Linked DNA regions of Mus musculus: regions 1 and 2 are each linked to region 3. Evidence: chromatin contacts called from public promoter capture Hi-C data. All regions are on one chromosome and are shown on one strand. The core of a region is the stretch at or near the end of the contact, and the rest is flanking DNA. Distances in the headings are between cores, read along the strand shown.

Evidence for each region. Promoter capture Hi-C pulls out the DNA fragments that hold promoters and counts their contacts. Capture Hi-C pulls out chosen DNA fragments and counts their contacts.
Region 1: a contact with region 3 is called in a promoter capture Hi-C map of adipose tissue, with 2.7 times the contacts expected there. A contact is called at or near these places in 2 of 484 Hi-C or Micro-C datasets (CD4 T cells and Th1 cells), 1 of 130 datasets of targeted methods (extraembryonic endoderm stem cells) and 2 of 9 other capture datasets (adipose tissue and liver).
Region 2: a contact with region 3 is called in a promoter capture Hi-C map of the HPC-7 cell line, with 3 times the contacts expected there. A contact is called at or near these places in 6 of 39 promoter capture datasets (the C10 cell line, the HPC-7 cell line, hematopoietic stem and progenitor cells and 2 more), 1 of 484 Hi-C or Micro-C datasets (LSK cells) and 1 of 130 datasets of targeted methods (large pre-B cells).

Annotation. Positions count from the first base shown.
Region 1 is chr19:15,923,695-15,926,594 of GRCm38.p6, reverse strand. It overlaps Psat1 (phosphoserine aminotransferase 1), which reads left to right and starts at 1,536. Exons shown (of 9, transcript NM_177420.2): 1 at 1,536-1,731. The coding sequence starts at 1,672.
Region 2 is chr19:16,153,283-16,155,982 of GRCm38.p6, reverse strand. All of the region lies in intron 1 of Gnaq (guanine nucleotide binding protein, alpha q polypeptide), which reads right to left. Among named protein-coding and RNA genes, the nearest start is that of Gnaq, 22 kb to the right of the region's middle.
Region 3 is chr19:16,779,596-16,782,295 of GRCm38.p6, reverse strand. Vps13a (vacuolar protein sorting 13A) reads left to right here and starts at 1,363. Exons shown (of 72, transcript NM_173028.4): 1 at 1,363-1,626. The coding sequence starts at 1,527.

The DNA of each region.
Region 1 (2,900 bases), core at 287-2,786, 860 kb after region 3:
GGAAAGAGCCAGAAAATGTGAGCGTATTGAGCAGTAAATCTCAGAGGCTGAAAATTTTATGGGTCTAGATTAGATTATACAGAGGCCAGAAGCTTCCAGGACTAGGCCTAAGTTAAGCTCCAGACAACAGTTAAATCAGGTGAATAAAGTTTACCAAGTTCCTTTGTATAGTCCTGGCTGTCCTGGAATTTGCTCTGTAGATCAGGCTGGCCTTGAACTTAAGGCTTACCTCTACTTCTACCTCCCCAGTAAGACACCGCCTATCTCCAGCTATGTAAGTTTTTAAACTAAGGTGCTGAAGAAGGCCGTGGACCTGGCTTTATTCGGCCTTTTCTAACAATTTTGCTCTACTACTCCCAGACTCAAAGCAGTGTTTCTGTTCACAGCCACACCCCTTCTACAGGTTATGGGAAACAAACAAGAGCCCAAATGCTCAAAGGCTGAATTGCACGCCTGTCAAACTGAGGCCACAGATGCGGAGATCAGCATTAACGCTCAGTAGGCACGGTGCCTATTCCTGCCATCCATTGTACAAAAGAACTTGGGAAAATGTTTTCATAGTAAAGGAATCTGGGTGAAACTGCAAAGTAGAGGGAAAAATGCTTTTAAAATGTTCTGGACTTCAAAAGAACTACCCTAGCATAGAAGGGGCCTTCTTGTTCCAGAATCTCAAGCGAGCCTCCAGCACAACTCCTTTGAAAAGGGAACTTGTGTGGAAAAGTTTGAACAGATGTGGCACTGTGCCCAGCTCGGCTCAGGGCCACATTCCTCCGGCCCTGACTATATTGTGCTCCCGTTAATACCTCCTCACAACTTGAGGACCTCCTGCACAAGAGCCAACATTCAGGTTCCTGCTCCTCAGTTCATGAAAGAGATAATGAGAGAACAGAGACTCAGCGACTTGAAAGAGGCTGTCCGCGATGAGGGTGGGGGTGGCGGTAGGGGTGGGGTGGGGCTGCCCCCAAAGTTCGTAGCCACCCGTGGGGCAGTGAGCTAGAGCGCAAGTGCAAATACAAAGGCTTCGTATGTGATTTTTGAGACAGGGACCCTCCACGTAGTGTGGCTGGCCTCCACGTAGCTATCCTCCTGATTTACCCTGCTGGGATTATCAGGTGCACCAGGTCACAATCCTATGACCGCACTCTTCAACCATTTCTACACGCTGCACCTCCTTCTTTGAGTGTCCTGTCTCTACGTCGGAGTGTCTGTGAGGGTCTTAGGAAAGTCCGGTGAACAGTGGGGACTGGCTCTGGGACAAATGCAGCATAGCCCAGCTCAGCTGGAGGTGGGCCAGGAGCAATGGGTTTGCGCGCCACCTCGAAGTTGTTCAGAGGCCAGGGCAGGGGACTCTGCGCCCAGAGGTGCGCGAAGGCAGAAGGCACCTCGCCACGCGGGTGGCTGGTGCAATCCCCTGCTCTCTTGCGTTGACCGCTAAAGCCGATTGAAATTCTAAACTCCAGGAGGAGTTGATTGATCGTAGACTCCGATAGTGAGCGTGGCCAATAGGGAGGGGAGCTTCTGAGCGAGAGCCAATCAGTGAGCGGCCTGAGACAGCGAACCAATGGAGCGCCGACTCAGCAGGCTGAAGCCCGCTCTGCCTTTGCATCCGGAGACGCGGGCTGTTCGCGTGGTCTCTGCTCCTGCCACTTCCCCTGCTGTCGCCTTAGCACCATGGAAGCCACCAAGCAAGTGGTTAACTTTGGGCCCGGGCCTGCCAAGCTGCCACACTCGGTAAGGTGGCTGGGGTTTGGTCGGAGTGCGGGCATCGGGATGTGGGGCGTCGGGATGCGGGTGTTGAGATACAGACAGCGGTGAGCAGGGATGCCGCCGTGGAGAGATAGTTGCTGAGGCCGAAATGCGCTCCTGTGCACAGACGCGGGCGTTCACTTCCAGCCGGCCTCCTGGTGGCGTGGCCTCTGCGGCTCCCGCGTGCACAGGCGAGCGTAGGAGTGTGAATGAATGGGCGGTCGGGGCGGCACGTTTCCTTCCGGGGAGCGCAGGCTAAGCTCCGGGCGCTGGGAGCATAGTCCTCAGAACTCGGAAATTGAAAGCTGCCGGCTTCTCCCTCTTCGCCTCCACCGAACCCACCCAGCCCTTAAGCCTTTCTCCTGGAAACCTGCCTGTCTCCTCAGACTCTGAAAGGCTTTGGTCTGTTTGGCCAAGTTCCATTCACTTGATCGGTGTGTCATCCCGTCCCATCCTGCACGGGTTCCTCCCGCACCCCAGCTGTGCGGAATGAGATGCCTCTCGTGGCCGGGAGCCCATGGACCAGCTGTCCAAGCTGCTATCTGGTAACCGCTTGCCACAGCTCGCAGGCATGGCCAAGAATTGTACAATTATCTTTTGTTGAACCCTGGCGATCTCCCCGGGACACCACGGTCTCTGTTGGGGTAGAAACAGGATAGTGTGAGAGAGGGAAAGACGCCTTTCTTTTGTAGGGACAGCGACACAAGCTGAGAACAGGGCTTTTTCTGCAGCCATTGCAGTTCATCTTACATGACGGTCTTTGGTAGAACTGTGGGACCTTCTGGGAGATCTCCCCCACCCCCATCCCTCTCTGTTTTGGAAAGCTCTGGGTTTTTTGTTTGTTTGTTTGTTTGTTTGTTTTGTTTTGTTTTTGCCAGGTTAGGTAAGGCAGTGTCTCTCAGTACAGGCTAGCCTAGAATTTACTTTGTACCGCACGCTGGTTTTGAACTATTCCTGCCTCCACCTCCCAAGAGAGCAGTGTCTTACTTAGGGTTACTATTGCTGTGATGAAACACTGTGGCCAAAAGCAACTAGTGGAAGGAAGGGTTTATTTCACTCACAGTTCCCTATAACAGTTCATTATCAAAAGCAATGAGGACAGGGACCTGGAGGCAGGAGCTGACGCAGAGGCCATGGAGGGGCGCTGCTTTCTG
Region 2 (2,700 bases), core at 68-2,567, 630 kb after region 3:
TGCACACCTTTAACCACAGCACTCTGAGGCAGAGGCAAGCAGATCTTTGTGAGTTTGAGATCTACATCTAGAGTTCTGGGATAGCTAAAGCTATGTAGTGTGACCCTGTCTTTCTCCCTTCCTTCCTCCCTCTCTCCTTCCTTCTTTCCTTCCTTCCTTTATTCCTCCCCTTCTTTCTTCCTTTTTTTCATTCTAGGAAATTTTTTTTCTCTATTCCTCAAAACAAATCAAAGGAAAAAAGGTAAAAAATTCCTCACTTAAGTCAACACTACCTTAGGACTTAACAATACTAAAGGAAGCTTGTGAAGAAAGAAACTCTCAAACCCCTTGGATCGGCACCTTGGAGAAAGAAGGGACACTACATGGAACTTTAACTGCTACCTATCCTGACTAGGGGAGGGATTCTTAAGAGAAACTACAAAGTCAAACCAGGCCAGTCTTCCCTCTGGCTTCACCTAACTCAGGAACTAAAGCCAACTCTGCTTCGGCCAAGTGGTTTAGATATGCAGACAACCACTCACTGTCACAGAACAAAGATCTTCCCAACAGCAAGGCTGTCTGAAACCATTTCTCATCATATCTTGGCTCACCCAAAGTCAGGGAAACAGATGGAATTAAGGGAAGAGTTAACAACAAAGAGAAGCAAACGTCAAAGACCTGGAGAGATCTGCTGCCAGCCTTCACTCCACTCTACCGAGATAAGCACTAAAAATAAAATACATACCATGATCTCCTTCCTACCAGTGACAGGGAAAAGACACGAACTCAGTACACACACACACATACACACACACACACATCCCCACCCCAAACACATCCCACACACACACACATACACACACTCACACATACACACACACACATACACACACACACACATCCCCACCCCAAACACATCCCACACACACACCCTGTGCCCTGATCTTGATGAATAAGCTGGACAAAACCTCTAACATTCTTAAATGAAAATGAAGGCAAAGCACAGAGCACAATAAAGGAAAGAACCTTCTGAAAGATTTACTGTAGAAACTGAAGACAAATCAACGGGCTCAGCGTTGACTTATATCAGGAAAATTTAAGACAATGTACTCTGCTACAATAAGAGACTAAAAGGAGATGGTAAAACAGAAACTGCCAGAGAGTTACAAAAGGGAATGAGAAAGAAAAATCTGCAAAAACTAAAAATGAATTTGGAGATAATATACAACAGACACTTCATTCATTCAACCCCAAATTACTGACACTTGTTCTTTATATACCAAGCCCTGCCAAGTCAGTGACACAGACAGTCTGAGCAATGCTCACAGGAAGGAACAGTTAGAAGCACTCAAAGAGAAGTTGACAGTTCTGGTAGAGAAGCCACAGAAAACCAGTTATGAATGATTGGTGTGTATTTAAAAAAAAAAGTTACTATGGCAATGTAAAAAGAAATCATACATTGGGGGAAATCCTTGAACTGCAGAATAAATGTACATATGAATTATATACATTTTTATTTAAGCATATTTAAGGGCAAATAATTAGGAAAAAATAGAATTTAAACCTGTAGATGCTGTTAGGCCCCCATGTTATATAAACAAATCTGAAAAGGCAATCAGAAAGAGAACGTATTCAGGCTGACTTCTTACCAAATTTAGATGTCAACAGGGACAACTACCATGTGAATCCTGTGGTTATAAAAAAAGATATCATGTGTGTCTCTTATGCCCAGGCAAATCAGTGGTAAATACTTCATCCATGAACACTTTAATTTTCTTTAAAGATTTATTTTTTTTTAATATATATGAGTACACACTGTAGCTGTACAGATGGTTGTGAGCCTTCATCTAGTTGTTGGGAATTGAATTTAGGACTCTACTCGCTCCAGTTGGCCTGACTCACTCAGTAAGTACACTGTAGCTGTCTTCAGACACACCAGAAGAGGGCGGGTGGTTGTGAGCCACCATGTGGTTGCTGGGATTTGAACTCAAACACCTATGTGAAGTCTGGGGGTGACAGACGGAGTGCCTACCTAGCATGCACAAGTCCCTAGATTCAAATCCCTAGTACTGGGAGATAGAGAGTATATTCATTTAAACACAGAACTTATGCTAAATGTTTTAATACACACAAAATAGACATATAATAAAACTTCCGAAAGAAACAAAAAAACAAGCAATATGTTCTACTACCTGCATAAAGTTCTTTAGTCTTAACTTGCAATATTTCTCCTGCTGATCTCAGTATTCAATATGAAATCAAAGTGTTAAACAGTTCTTTTTTTTTTTTTTTTTTTTTTTTTTTGGTTTTTTGAGACAGGGTTTCTCTGTATAGCTCTGGCTGTCCTGGAACTCACTTTGTAGACCAGGCTGGCCTCGAACTCAGAAATCCACCTGCCTCTGCCTTCCGAGTGCTGGGATTACAGGCATACGCCACCACTGCCCGGCAAGAATTTTTTTTTTAATCATCTTCCAAATACTGAAGACAGCACAGACTGCAGGCAAGTTTCAGAGCCTTCAGAATCCAGACAGAAGGCACTGAAGAGAGTCTTCTACTAGCAGCCTTTGGATGAAGATGTAGAACTCTCAGCTCTGCCTGTGCCATGCCTGAATGGATGCTGCCATGCTCCAACCCTGATGATAATGGACTGAACCTCTGAACCTGTAAGCCAGCCCCAATTAAATGTTGTTTTTTTTATAAGACTTTCCTTGGTCGTGGTGT
Region 3 (2,700 bases), core at 114-2,613:
AGCATTTGCTTCAGAGGACCTGAACTCCGTTGCCAGCACCCACCCACATGGAGGCTCACAACCTCCTGTAACGCCAATAACCAGAGAGCTATTCCTGAGGGTACCAGGTACGGATGTAGAAAACACTTATACACACACACAAATGAAATTTAAAATTGTGCTAAATAAAAACTCATTAAAAAAAACCAACATGGATGAAGGTTTAGAATCTTGATAGAAAAATCCATGAAAACAGAAGGGGTCCTATTTGGGAAGAAGGAATCAGTCAATAGGACAAGAAAGAGTCATGGGTAATAAACGACCAAAATATACACATTTATCAAGATGTTATAATGAAACCCATTATTTTGTAAAATATATGCTAATATATTCTTTAAAAGCTTAAAAAAGTTTACACTATTTTTGCTCTTTTTTTTTTCTGAAATAAATTTGAGATACTTGATGACTATGCACAAAATACACTCAGTGCCAAATCAGGATGTGCCTTGCGAAGAGAAAGTTGAAAGTGTACTGCTGCCTCTGAAATCCTCAGAGGATTAATGTCGGTTCTGTAAGTTGCACCTCTGTCTTGTGACCTCAGGACTTTGGGACCAATTTTCTCTAAGTCCAAGCGTGGAGCGGAGACACTACTTATTTTAGCTTGGCCACTAAGGCTCAGAGGTGTCTTTCTTGGTTCTTGGCAGGCTCTCTGCTGTCTCCGGACTGACTCAAACGTGCTACTCTTTAACATGACTGGCGGCTTTCACATAAATGATTTGACCGGAAAAAGGTGCCAAGAGCAGTTGCACATTAAGAACTTGGAATTTATCTCCCAACTTTACTCTCCCTCGCCCCTCCTCAGCACAGATTAGTAGCTGAGGAAGTAAGGGAAGGCAACTGAAGGGCCAGTTCGCATCCTTGCCAGGAGAAGGGAGAACGTCAGGAAGTACCCAAGCACCAAGGCTGGCCGAACCTCACAACTGGTAATAATGGGGGAAAAGCGTCCTGGGAAACTGCCTCAGGAAACTTCCCGCAACCTCGCACCAAGCTGTACACTCTCCACTCTTTGGATCCCGCGATCTTAGTTTTCTCTTTCGGAAGCGGCGTTCCTGTCGGTTATCATCACGCCCCGCCTCCTAGAGAAAGTTCGCTGCGGGTAAAAAGGAGAATCATTCCGGGGCGGGGTCTCCAGCGCTCGACTGGTGTTCTGTTGCTAAGCGACGGATAGGAGGCGCGGCCGGCGGGAGAGGCCCGGCGGTCCGCTCGCGGGCAAGGGCGGGCCCGCGGCTGCGCAGCCGCCGTCCTTCACTCTCGCTCCCGGCCGCGCCTCCAGTTCCGCGTCGGTCACGCCCCCACGCGCAGCCCGAGCTGCGCACGCGTGGTGCGAGCGGCTACCTTCCTTCTGTGGGGCTCGCGGTCGGGTTGAGGGGACCCGGCAGCACCCGCACCGTAGCTGGAGCGGGCCGGGAGCCGGTAAGCCGAGCCGTCTCGAGGGAGGAGCAGCCCGGGTAGTGCCGCGGTGCCCTCCGCGGCAGAGAGGAAAAAAAATGGTATTCGAGTCGGTGGTCGTGGAAGTGTTGAACCGGTTCCTGGGAGACTATGTGGTGAACCTGGACGAGTCCCAGCTCTCCCTGGGCATTTGGAAAGGTAACGGGGTCGCCGCTCCAGGGTCGCGGGAGACGGCGGCGCGGTTTCTCGTGGCTTCGGTCCTTGGCCAGCCCGGCGCCGCCACCTGCAGCTGCCCGCCTCGCCCTTCAAGTTATGTAAAGCGGGGCGGCGGTTCCCGGGCGGGCGGGCGGGCGGCGCGAGCCGTGAGGTTGGGGGAGGCGCTGGCTGAAGCCTCGCGTCCCGGTGGGGCCGGGTGCTGGTGACCCTTGGCCTCCGCTGGGCAAGGGAGGCATCCCTGGCAGTTTGGCCCCGGGCTGTCAGGAAGGCTCCGGCGAGCCCACGGGGAGTCGCACGCCGACTTGCACGTGAAGACCAGGCGCCGTCCGCGAAGACACCCTTCGTCCCTTCCCTGCCCCACTTCACCGTGCTTTCTAGGCGAGTTCCGGTCCGGCCACTGAACTTGGACTTGGGTGTTGCTTAGCTGGGACAGGCAAATGACAGGGGGAATAAAAGGAAAGGAAAGCCCCTTTCAGAGTATCTCAGAGTTACTTAGGTTTTCAGGTCGCAGCCTGACCAGGTGGGAATGTGGGTGTTTGTAAGACCTGAGTTTTTTGTTTTTTTAAAGAACGAAAAGAAAATGCAGGAAAACAGACGGTCAAAATGTAATTTGGGCTTTCCGTTTCTCGGACCTGACGAAGACGTGATGAGCACTCCTCTCTGTTGCTTAGATGGGAAGGGCTGCATCTACCCCTTCACTGCAATGATTTACCTAATACAGTGTCTTATTTTTAGTGTTTCCATCTGTATTGCATTAGACTCTTGTTTATTTTAAGTAGCTATTAGCAAGTAGAGGCCTTTTTTGAAATGAACGTTCCAGGCCAAAGTTAGGGTTAATTATTTGTGTAAATAGTGTGTGCATTCTCTGATAATGTACTTACTTAAAACTTTCTAAAAGTTCTCGTTTATCTTGAGCCTTCTCATTTTTGAAATAATGAAAACAAGTAATTTAGTTTTATTAAACAAACAAGCCCTCAATGTAGCTAGGTACCTTCTTCCACGATAACGTGGGCAATTGATCTGTAAGAGCTAGCACAGCCTCTTTGAGATCAGGTA